2 separate regions of the Mus musculus genome follow, and region 1 is linked to region 2. The links are chromatin contacts, called in public promoter capture Hi-C maps. All regions are on one chromosome and are shown on one strand. The core of a region is the stretch at or near the end of the contact, and the rest is flanking DNA. Distances in the headings are between cores, read along the strand shown.

Region 1 (4,842 bases), core at 945-3,444, 190 kb before region 2:
ATAACCGTTTAAGCACATCAGTATAAATATCCCGATATTTAAAAGAGAAAGTTTGCCTACCGGGTTTTTATCAGGATGTAACTTCAGTGCTAATTTCTTAAAGGCTTGTCTTATTTCTCTACTGCTTGCAGTTTTCGACACTCCAAGTAAACTGTAAAAATTCTGATCTGTGCCCACCACAACGACCACGTACAGTATCAGAAGACAGAGACTGATCCTCTTCAAGTCTCTGATAAAGTCATCTTTGTTTAACCAGACTCCCATTCTCTTTCTTATGAAAGTTCTGACTTATGTGAACATTAAGATACAATGCTGGGTCCGGTGGTTAAAATAGACACACGTGAGAATCTCTGTCCACATAACTTCAAGGGTCAATCAAGCATCTCGGGAACACAGCTCAGAAATGTTAACCTAAAGAGAGCAAACCAGGCAGTTAAAATACTTTTCAGACTTAACATTTATAGCATGATTTGTCAAGCGACACAGCCAGTAATACAGTTTCCACACTGAAGGTCACATCCCTGTGAATAGCTTTGAACCCCTATTCTCCAGGACCCTCCCTTGCCCCTGTATTCAGGTAGGCATGTTTGTAAAATCACTGATAGCAGGAAAAAGGTAATGAGTAGTAGTAGCTAGCTAGCTTTCAAGAAAAACACAGGCACACATATGCGAGAGAAAGAGAGAGAGAGAGAGAGAGAGAGAGAGAGAGAGAGAGATGGGGGAGGGAGGGAGGGACAGAGACAGAGATACTGAGAGAGACAGGGACAGAGACACAAAGGCTCTGGTCAATATGATGCTACCAGGATAAGACTCAGCAGTATTTCTTTTCTCTCCCAGCACGCTGCCCTTTCTAATACCTCCTCCCTTTCAGCTCCTTCCACGCCTGGAAAGCTTATCAAGTTCCTTTTTTAAATCTAATCTCATTTGTAGAGAATGCCTTCGAGGGAAAAACAAGGAAGCATGAAGCTTTTCCAAGAGGGTTGTACTTTTTTACATAACCGTTTAAGAACATCAGTATAAAAATAGATAACTTAAAAAAGCAGGCCACACAAGTTCTCTAAAGTGTTAGCACCAAGAGAAGATATTTTATAATAATTGCAAATCAATGCAATTTCACTGTAAAGCTCCTGTCTGGAGTAAAAACTAGGAAAACAAAGAGCACCAGGCATTGCTTGAGGGTAAAACCCTAACATTTAACCTTACAGCTAAACTAGTCCTCTTTAATATCTTCAAATGCTTTGGGGGAAAAAAAAAAGATCTAACTTCCCTAACCTCCTCAGTTTCAGCTCTCTTCCCTTAAGTCCGGATATGTTTCTAAGTATTTCTCCTTACCTGGGAACAGGCCTCACCTCACGTCTAACTCCCTTTTTTCACCCGCCTCCCCTAATAGCCCTTTGTAAAATATACTGACAGTAAAACAGAAATACCCAGACTGACAACCATCAGGAAGGAAAACAAATGAAGAACAAATCTCAACAAAGGCGACTTTGGGATAAGGTGTCCCTCGGCTTAGGGTGGGTTCAGGCAAAGCCTGGGAATAACTGAACAGCCTGGGGCCAGTGAGGCTGCAGGTAAACGCAGTGTTAATGAGGGATGCTGCCACCGCTCCAGAGCGGGATCGGGGAGAGGCGAAAGACAGAGGGTACGGGGCTGGCAAGGGTGCGCCTTGAGGTCCCAGGTCGGACCAGGGAGAGAGACCCCGAGTTAGAAAGTGCGAGCAGAAGGGGGCTCGCAGAGGTGGGGTGGAGGGGGCCGTGAAAACCCGGCGCAATGGGGGCACCGAGGCGGTGGGATGGGTCTGGCGTCCTCCCTCCCTGATGCCCCCGCAGTGCGTGGAGCCCGGCCCGCGCCCACCTCGGCGTCCTCAGCTACTGCCCCATCCTCAGGTCGCCGAGCTCCGGACCCGGCAGGACCGGACGCTGCCTGCGAACGCGCGCAGCAGCAATTCTGCCGCTCCCGTCGCGCCGGCGGGGCGGGGCCTGGCGCGGGGCATTGTGGGAAAGGCGTGGGCGAAGGCCGACGGGTGGCCAGCAGGGAGGGACGGGTGGGACCGCCGAGGCTGACGTGGCCTTCTGTGTGGCTGCGGCGGTGGCTGCGGGTCCCGCTCCTAGCCAGAGATAGGGAAGCATCCCGCAGCGCGGCCCACAGGCATCTTGCGGCCGTAGTCAACCGCTGGCGGAAGGAAGGGTGTGAAGCCCGCCTTTTCCGGTCCCGTTGCCAGGGCGACGGGAAAACCCGGGTGGAGAGATCCGGCTCTCTGGAGGTTTGGTTAAAGGGTGGGTATCCTTGAAAGGGCAGATTTGGCAGAAAGTGGAGAACTTGTCTGAATTGACCCCGTTGCCAGGGACCGGACAGAATAATTAAAGTTTTCTAGAAATAAAATTGTTTACAACTTTTATGTATCAACAAATATGAAGCGTTCTACAGGATTTCTGGATTTGTGAATCTGCCTTCTGATCCTCTCCTTTACTGGATTTGTTACAGAAACTGCAGTGTTTGAGTCATGACACTTTGACCGTTGAAGTAGACACATTAAAGTCCCTGAAAGAGGAAGTGATGGAAGCTGGTGGTAGTGATTTGAAATAAGTAGAAATTGATAGTGAGTCTTTGGGTAGTTAACCAGATGTCAGTTAATAATTTTATGGCTGTAGGACCTGTTGCTAAACCAACATATTGTAGGAAAGAAGCGGAAGTATAACGAACAAAGGCAGAAATATCAGAAAGAGCCTGAAGTAGCAGCTGTTAACCTGTACCAGGAACTGGCCGAAGTACACACGCGTTAACTCAGCCCTAAAATATTCTCGGGAGATACAGCTGATTATCATACACATGTCAAAATGGAAAATAAATGGGTAACTAAAAATTGAGGAAAATAAGATTAACACTTAAACAACCTAGTTCATTATGCCACGGTGATCCAAAACTCCTTAGAAAAAAATCTAAAAGCAAAACAGAGAACTGAAGAATCAAGTGGAAACTAATAGGTTTTTGTTACCATAGTGAATACATTTCAACTTATATTTTTAGATGGTAAGGAAGCTTCTTAAAGCTTTATTGTAAAGGACTGGAGTTGCATCTTACATAGTTTGCAACTCCTGAAGGGAGGATTCAAAGGAGATGCTTAGGAAAGGAAAAGCAGAGAAAACACAGACACACAGGCAGCATGCCACAAGTAATTTAAAGCAGTGTGTAAAACATTTTCTCTTCTCTGGGATATGTACTGGTGGGTAACAAGAGCAAAGACTTTCTGCTCCTAATAAATTGGATGATAGAGGGACACATTAGCCTGTTAGTTATTCAAATATATCTGTAATTAGGAAGGAAAAAATATGAAACACAGATCACAGTAAGACCAAAAGGTAGAAACGACCATCCAACAGCTTTCAGCTCATTTTAAGAGGTTTTATGGCTCAGTGGTTAAGATTACTGGCTGCTCTTCCAGAAGACAGAGTTCAATTCCCAACACCCACATGGCAGCCCACAACTATCTGTAACAGCAGTTCCAGAGGCTCTGGCACTCTTGCACAGACATGTAGGCAGAACACCAATGTGCATAAAAATAAACAAATCTTTAAAAATAAACTTAAAAGTCCTCCCCCTTTTCAATGGGAAGCTGAAGAAGAGTTTTAAGTGATGAAATGTTTTATGTAAGGATGACTTTGCTTAATTTGAAATGATCTTAAAGTTACAAGGAATTAAATGTTGTAGTACAAAAAAATTGTTTTTCTCAAAAGTTTGGGAGTAAGTTGACTTCTCCCATGACCCCCCCCACCCCCCAAAACTAGTGTGTGTTTTTTTCACAGATGGGATGCTTTCTTTTAAAAGTACAACCTTCGAATATGGGAAGTTTCTGTGAACACATTATCAGTGTCTAGTCCACAAATGTCAGATTCCGGTTTTTCCAATTATCAGTAAGACTTCCCAGTATGAGGATCTAGTAAGGAGCTATTTTTCTTTTTTTCTGTTTAGCACAATCGTGTTTTAGACTTCCTTAATGAGAAATGTTTATCCAGTTTTCCCAGATTTCAAGGTCTTAAACTTGTATAGAATTCAGGCCAGTTGTGTTATAGATACTATAGATAGATCCTATTTTTATGTGACTGAGGATTCTTCATGATTTGATTTAGTTGTGTTCATTTGACAGACATGTAACAAATGGCATTGTATTCTCACTGTCTTATCTGATGGTCTCAAATTTTTGTTTCTCCCATTGTTGGTAGTGGTAAATAACTTGAATAGGAGGATTTTTGTGATTTTTTTCCATGTAAGTTACATTTTACTTTTAATAAGATGTCCTTTGTAGGGAGCTACTTGGAGAAATAAATTCTTCTTGTTAAGCTTTCGATTTATTTATTGTATTTTTGTGGATTCATAGATTCCTGTTTTATAAAATTGATCAAACCTGTTACTCTCTTTTACTTAGAAATTTAAGTAGTTTTATATCTGGCCAGTTGAAACTCTTAAAAAATTTTTTTTGTGCCATCTTGCCAATCTTACCATTCTCTAAGCTTAGATGCTTTTGTACACAGTAGGATTTTCTAGGGTCATTCTGGGCTCTTCCTGCTTTGGTACTGACAGGAGCTGTTTCTCCAAGAAGTCTTGATTACTTTGAAGATGATATTTGATTACAAGATCTAAGGCTTGCTCCTTAGTACTGTAGCACTCATTGCTTCTTAGTGGAGAGGCAGTGACCATATGTTCACACACATATATTCATGGTTATGTTTACAAAACTATTAGAGGCCATATGTTCATATACACAAATATTCATGTTTGTGTGCATAAAATTATCATGTTACACCAATACTTCCAATGCTCAATGCATTTCTATGTGATACAGAA
Region 2 (4,512 bases), core at 728-3,227:
AACCCATCCTGATCTTACTCATTTTCCAGAAGCTTTACATTTTAGCTTAAATTGATGAGCAAAACAGATCAATGTTCCTCGATATATTCTTTGGAGAAAGCTGAACACCCTCACTCAGCTGTTGAGATTTTCAATGTGATTTGTTGTAATTTTACATCGTCATTGTACTCCAAGATTAGTTATAAACTAAGGAAATGCGTTCTATTCTGTACTTTAACAGAACATTTTGCTACCAAGATTGAAAATTGTCTTGGCCAAGGATTCAAACAATGAGCTGTTCTATTTGGTTTATCATTAATGTTTTTATTTTATGAAACATTTAATGAAAAAATTGAACAGTTTTTGTATCAAATAACTCAACCACTATGCCCTATCATCTTAAACGATGAGATAGGGTAGGCTTAACAGAGTGAAAGTAGGGCAAATGGGATGTCTTAGTGGACTGAGACTTCTCATCTGGATCTCAGAGTCTGCATTTGGTATCTTGTAACATTATTGGCCAACTGGTCAATGGAAAGGCTTGGAATTTCATGACATGTTTAGAGAGTTATTTGTGGGAAAGGTGTTACTGTATATTCAAAGACTTTGGTATTTTAAGTCATAAGCAATAATGACATTTTATGCATATTTTGGGCTATGGTCCATCTTAGCAGAATTCAGGTGGTTTGCTCATTATCCATTAAGAAAAATTATATAGAAGTTTACTAAGTGAAGGTGTCTAAGATAATAAATGAGGATACAGTAGAGGTAAAATTGTGACCTTCTGAGCAAAGATGAACACCTAGGTAATAGTATCCTTATCAATATGTTTTGACAACTCGAACAGCTGCTCAGAGAAGTGAGTCTGAGTGGAGAGAAGTGTTTGGACACTGATGACATTATGCTTGTTTGAGTTCAGGAAATAACTTTTCTGAGAAAATTAAACCTGACGCTTGCTTGAGTTAATGTCCTCTCATTTATAAATTAGAAGGCATTTTTGTACTTTTGCAAATGTCCTTTGTACATTTATATTGCAGCTTTGACTACAAGGTGGCACCAGTGACTTTTGGGCAGAAATACTTTTTGCTTTGTTTTGGTTTGTTTTAGAAGTATTTTTTTTTTTAATTGGAAGTTTCTTACCAATAAGACAACAACCCTCACTTCAAAGACTAGGATTGCAAATCTAGAACATTTGTTTGTATTTTTTCAACAGTTAAATAGGAATGTCTTATAACATTTCCCGTAAGACTTTTTAAAAGGCTATATGAATTAAGTCCTCATAACAACATGTAAACATTGAAATAGCCACTAAATATTGGATTGCTATTACCTAAATGTCTTTGGATACATGAAGCCTTAAGAATCCAGGCAATGGGCAAACCCTGAAGGACAAATGAGCAAAATTGTGTGTGAGTCTCTGAATAAGAAGAGACAATACTTTGGAGGATATTTTTCTAAGCAGCTTGCAGATAGCAACAGATATTATGAAGGTCCACTCAGGATCTGTGCCTGTTTCAAAGAAAGCTCGCCATGTGTGGCAGTTTGGCAGACAATCAGTTCTGATTCCTTTTATGTCCACTTTCTCTCATTTTTCTCCTAACATGCACAAACACCACAGCATCATTTTCTCTAATCTCTCTTCTCAGCGTACACACACACACACACACACACACACACACACACACACACCCTTTGCCTTCAACACTCACACACATGCATTCACACCCATTTCATTTTATTTATTTTTTAATCCTCAAAGGATTCACAGAGCGGGCTGAACGCAGCTGCTGTGTTTTCCCTGGTTAAATTGGCAGTTACCCACTGTGTAGAGTTGCTAGGAGAAGATGAATAAGCACGATTCCAGCATCACTTGATGGACATACTCTCTCAATAACAACCTGTGGAGCTCTGGGGTCTGTCTCCTGTACGGCTCTATGTGTGACTCTTCTCCGTGTTTGTCATTAATATTGGCTGCATTTATTCAGGAAGTGTGCTGTATTTTTAAGTGCCGCTTCCAGATCAATTAAGAGACAAAAGCCTTGGTATTTAAACAGGCACTTTCTTCCCAGGGTGGTGCTGCTGGTACTGCTTCCTACCATCTGGTTTCTTATTACATCCTGCCCTGCTTCAGCTGCTAGAGAGGAATTCAGCTTCTTGTAGAGCGCGAAAGTCATTCACGTTTCTTTCGTGCATAATTGAGCTCGTAAACTGTAGAAATTCTGATGTGCTTCTGTGCACGGAACAGTTGCAGATGAGCTGCTTGGCAAATAGCCTGAGCAGTCGGTCAGTAGTACAGTAGCAGCTCACATGTGTGGATTGCTCCCGTGAGGTCAGAGCATCTGTTTATACTCTGTCTGCTTGGGTTGGTGGTGGTGGGGGCGTTGGTGATGTGAGCAGAGTATATGCCTGTCAAAGACGGCAGTTCTGGCAGAGCCTTCCTTCGGCTTTGCGTCCCTGAACTGTTTGGATGGCTAAGAGATGCTACTGTGTAACGCTTGAGATTTGTAACGGACTGAGGAATGCTTGTCCTAGCCGCTGAAACTGACTGCACCTGTGTTGTCCTAGGAACATCATCATGGGGTCTACTGATACGGACATCGAAGAATTGGAAAACGCCACTTACAAGTATCTCATTGGAGAACAGACCGAGAAGATGTGGCAGCGCCTGAAGGGAATGTGAGTAAGCTCTCCTGGTCTTATGTTATATTTTCCCCTCCATAAATAGCTGACCGTTAACACAAATAATTGTGGGTGTTATTTGACTTTGAGGTTTAGTGTTTCCTTTGCAGAAATTTTCTCTTGAAAACTAAAATATACCCATTTCAGCTAGCAACTTGTTGAAAGCAGTTTCTGGACCTGCATGTTTTGTATGGAGTAAGGTAAGGCTCTGTGAAATCACTTTTTGTTTACAGTCCAGGGCTTCTGCTCCCTGCTGTGTGTGTTGTTTAGATGTGTGCTTTAGATAAGCACAGGAGGGACTAGGAAATCAGCTTGCTTGGTCCTCACTGAAATAATTTCTCTCAGGTAAGTGGAGAGAGAAAAATAAGATGGAGATTTCTTTCTTTGAAAAAAAAACAAAGATGGGATTTGTAGAATCATAAATTGCATATTTATTCTGTGCTTATTCTACGATGGATAAACTAATATTTTAGTAAGAAAATTATTTGTGTGGCAAAACAACATGAAAAGCATATCAAACATATTAGAGCTTTGGTTTAAATTAGTGAGGAATTAAATTTCCATTCCTCACTAACTAGTAAAGTGCGAATTGCTTCCAGTGTACTGACCGGGTTCTTAACAATACAGAACAGGATGTACAGTGACTCGAAGCACGACTTGTAATTACCTGAATCCACTTTGGTTCTAGTGTTAGCACCTTGCTCATCACCCCCACCCCACCCCACCCCCACCCCCACCACCGTCAGTGTGTGTGAGAGTTCTGGCCAGTGCTTCACCACAGCACTGTTTATATGCTCCGTTTTAATCATAGCACCAGTTGTAAAAGCCGATGTAACATTTGGATAGAAATATGAATATTTGTAGGTCATTGGAATTTCTAAGTGTATTTTCATATCTCAGAATTAAGTGGGGCATTAGCTTTACAAAGATAACTGGAGGACCACAGTGCCCCGTAGATGGATTCCCATCTTTAATGCTGTCGCATGTTTACACAGTGTTTCATGAAAGGTAGTATATGGGCAAGCTTATGTCATCGCTTTTATAAAGGACAACTACATCAAACTTTGTTTAGAAGTCCAAATCCTCTCTACTCTTCTCCATCTGGACATAGAGTGCTCTCAGTGTATACATATTTTCCATTACATGAAGCAATCCATGGTATTGTGGTGCCTCGCATGAAAGCACCCCAATAATGCAAACAGCAGAGAATAACTTTTAAAAAGGAAGCCATTTTTATAGCCATTGAACGAACGAGAGATATCTGTTTCAAAGAGCCATTGGAGATTTAGAAGGCAGATTCTCTAGAGAAACAAATAATCCTGTCGAAACAAATAGTGGTTCACACAATTAATTAGCATAGATGCAAATTAAGCATCAGCAATTACCAGATGATTTGTGCTCTAACCTAGTGGATGAACATCTGTACTGGGCTGCTATAACTGAGATCACAACCCATTTAGATTCTTCCTTTACAGGACAGGATGTTTTGTTTGCTCTTGGTATATTGTTTTTCCTTAGTTACTCCGAGGCAAAAAGATACCCCGTAGTGACGTTAGAAATATGTCTTCAAACAACTAGAAAATTGATTCCGTGTTTACTCAACATTTTTGAGAAAAGTTCTCTAACTTTTCACCTTGTCGTTTGATGGCCGTTTCTAAGAGGGGTGATGAGGTCTCTCAGCAGCAGAGCTTCTGAGTTGACAGTGGATTACATCTCTGTGTGCACACGCTGTGTTCTTTTGGACCGATTGCTACACAGAATCACTTAATGATCTCCAGCCAGTTTAGTGTTTTAAAGCCATTCTTACTGACTGAAGTGACTCAGAGCTTTTGTATTCAAGCAGGAAGAAATTTG

Evidence for each region. Capture Hi-C pulls out chosen DNA fragments and counts their contacts.
Region 1: a contact with region 2 is called in a promoter capture Hi-C map of adipose tissue. The contact joins the promoter of Dnajc10 here to the promoter of Pde1a in region 2.

What each region holds. Positions count from the first base shown.
Region 1 is chr2:80,312,818-80,317,659 of GRCm38.p6, reverse strand. It overlaps Dnajc10 (DnaJ heat shock protein family (Hsp40) member C10), which reads right to left and starts at 2,194. Exons shown (of 23, transcript NM_024181.2): 1 at 1,855-2,194; 2 at 61-411. The coding sequence starts at 264.
Region 2 is chr2:80,126,877-80,131,388 of GRCm38.p6, reverse strand. Pde1a (phosphodiesterase 1A, calmodulin-dependent) reads left to right here and starts at 1,977. Exons shown (of 16, transcript NM_001159582.1): 1 at 1,977-2,308; 2 at 2,545-2,655. The coding sequence starts at 2,555.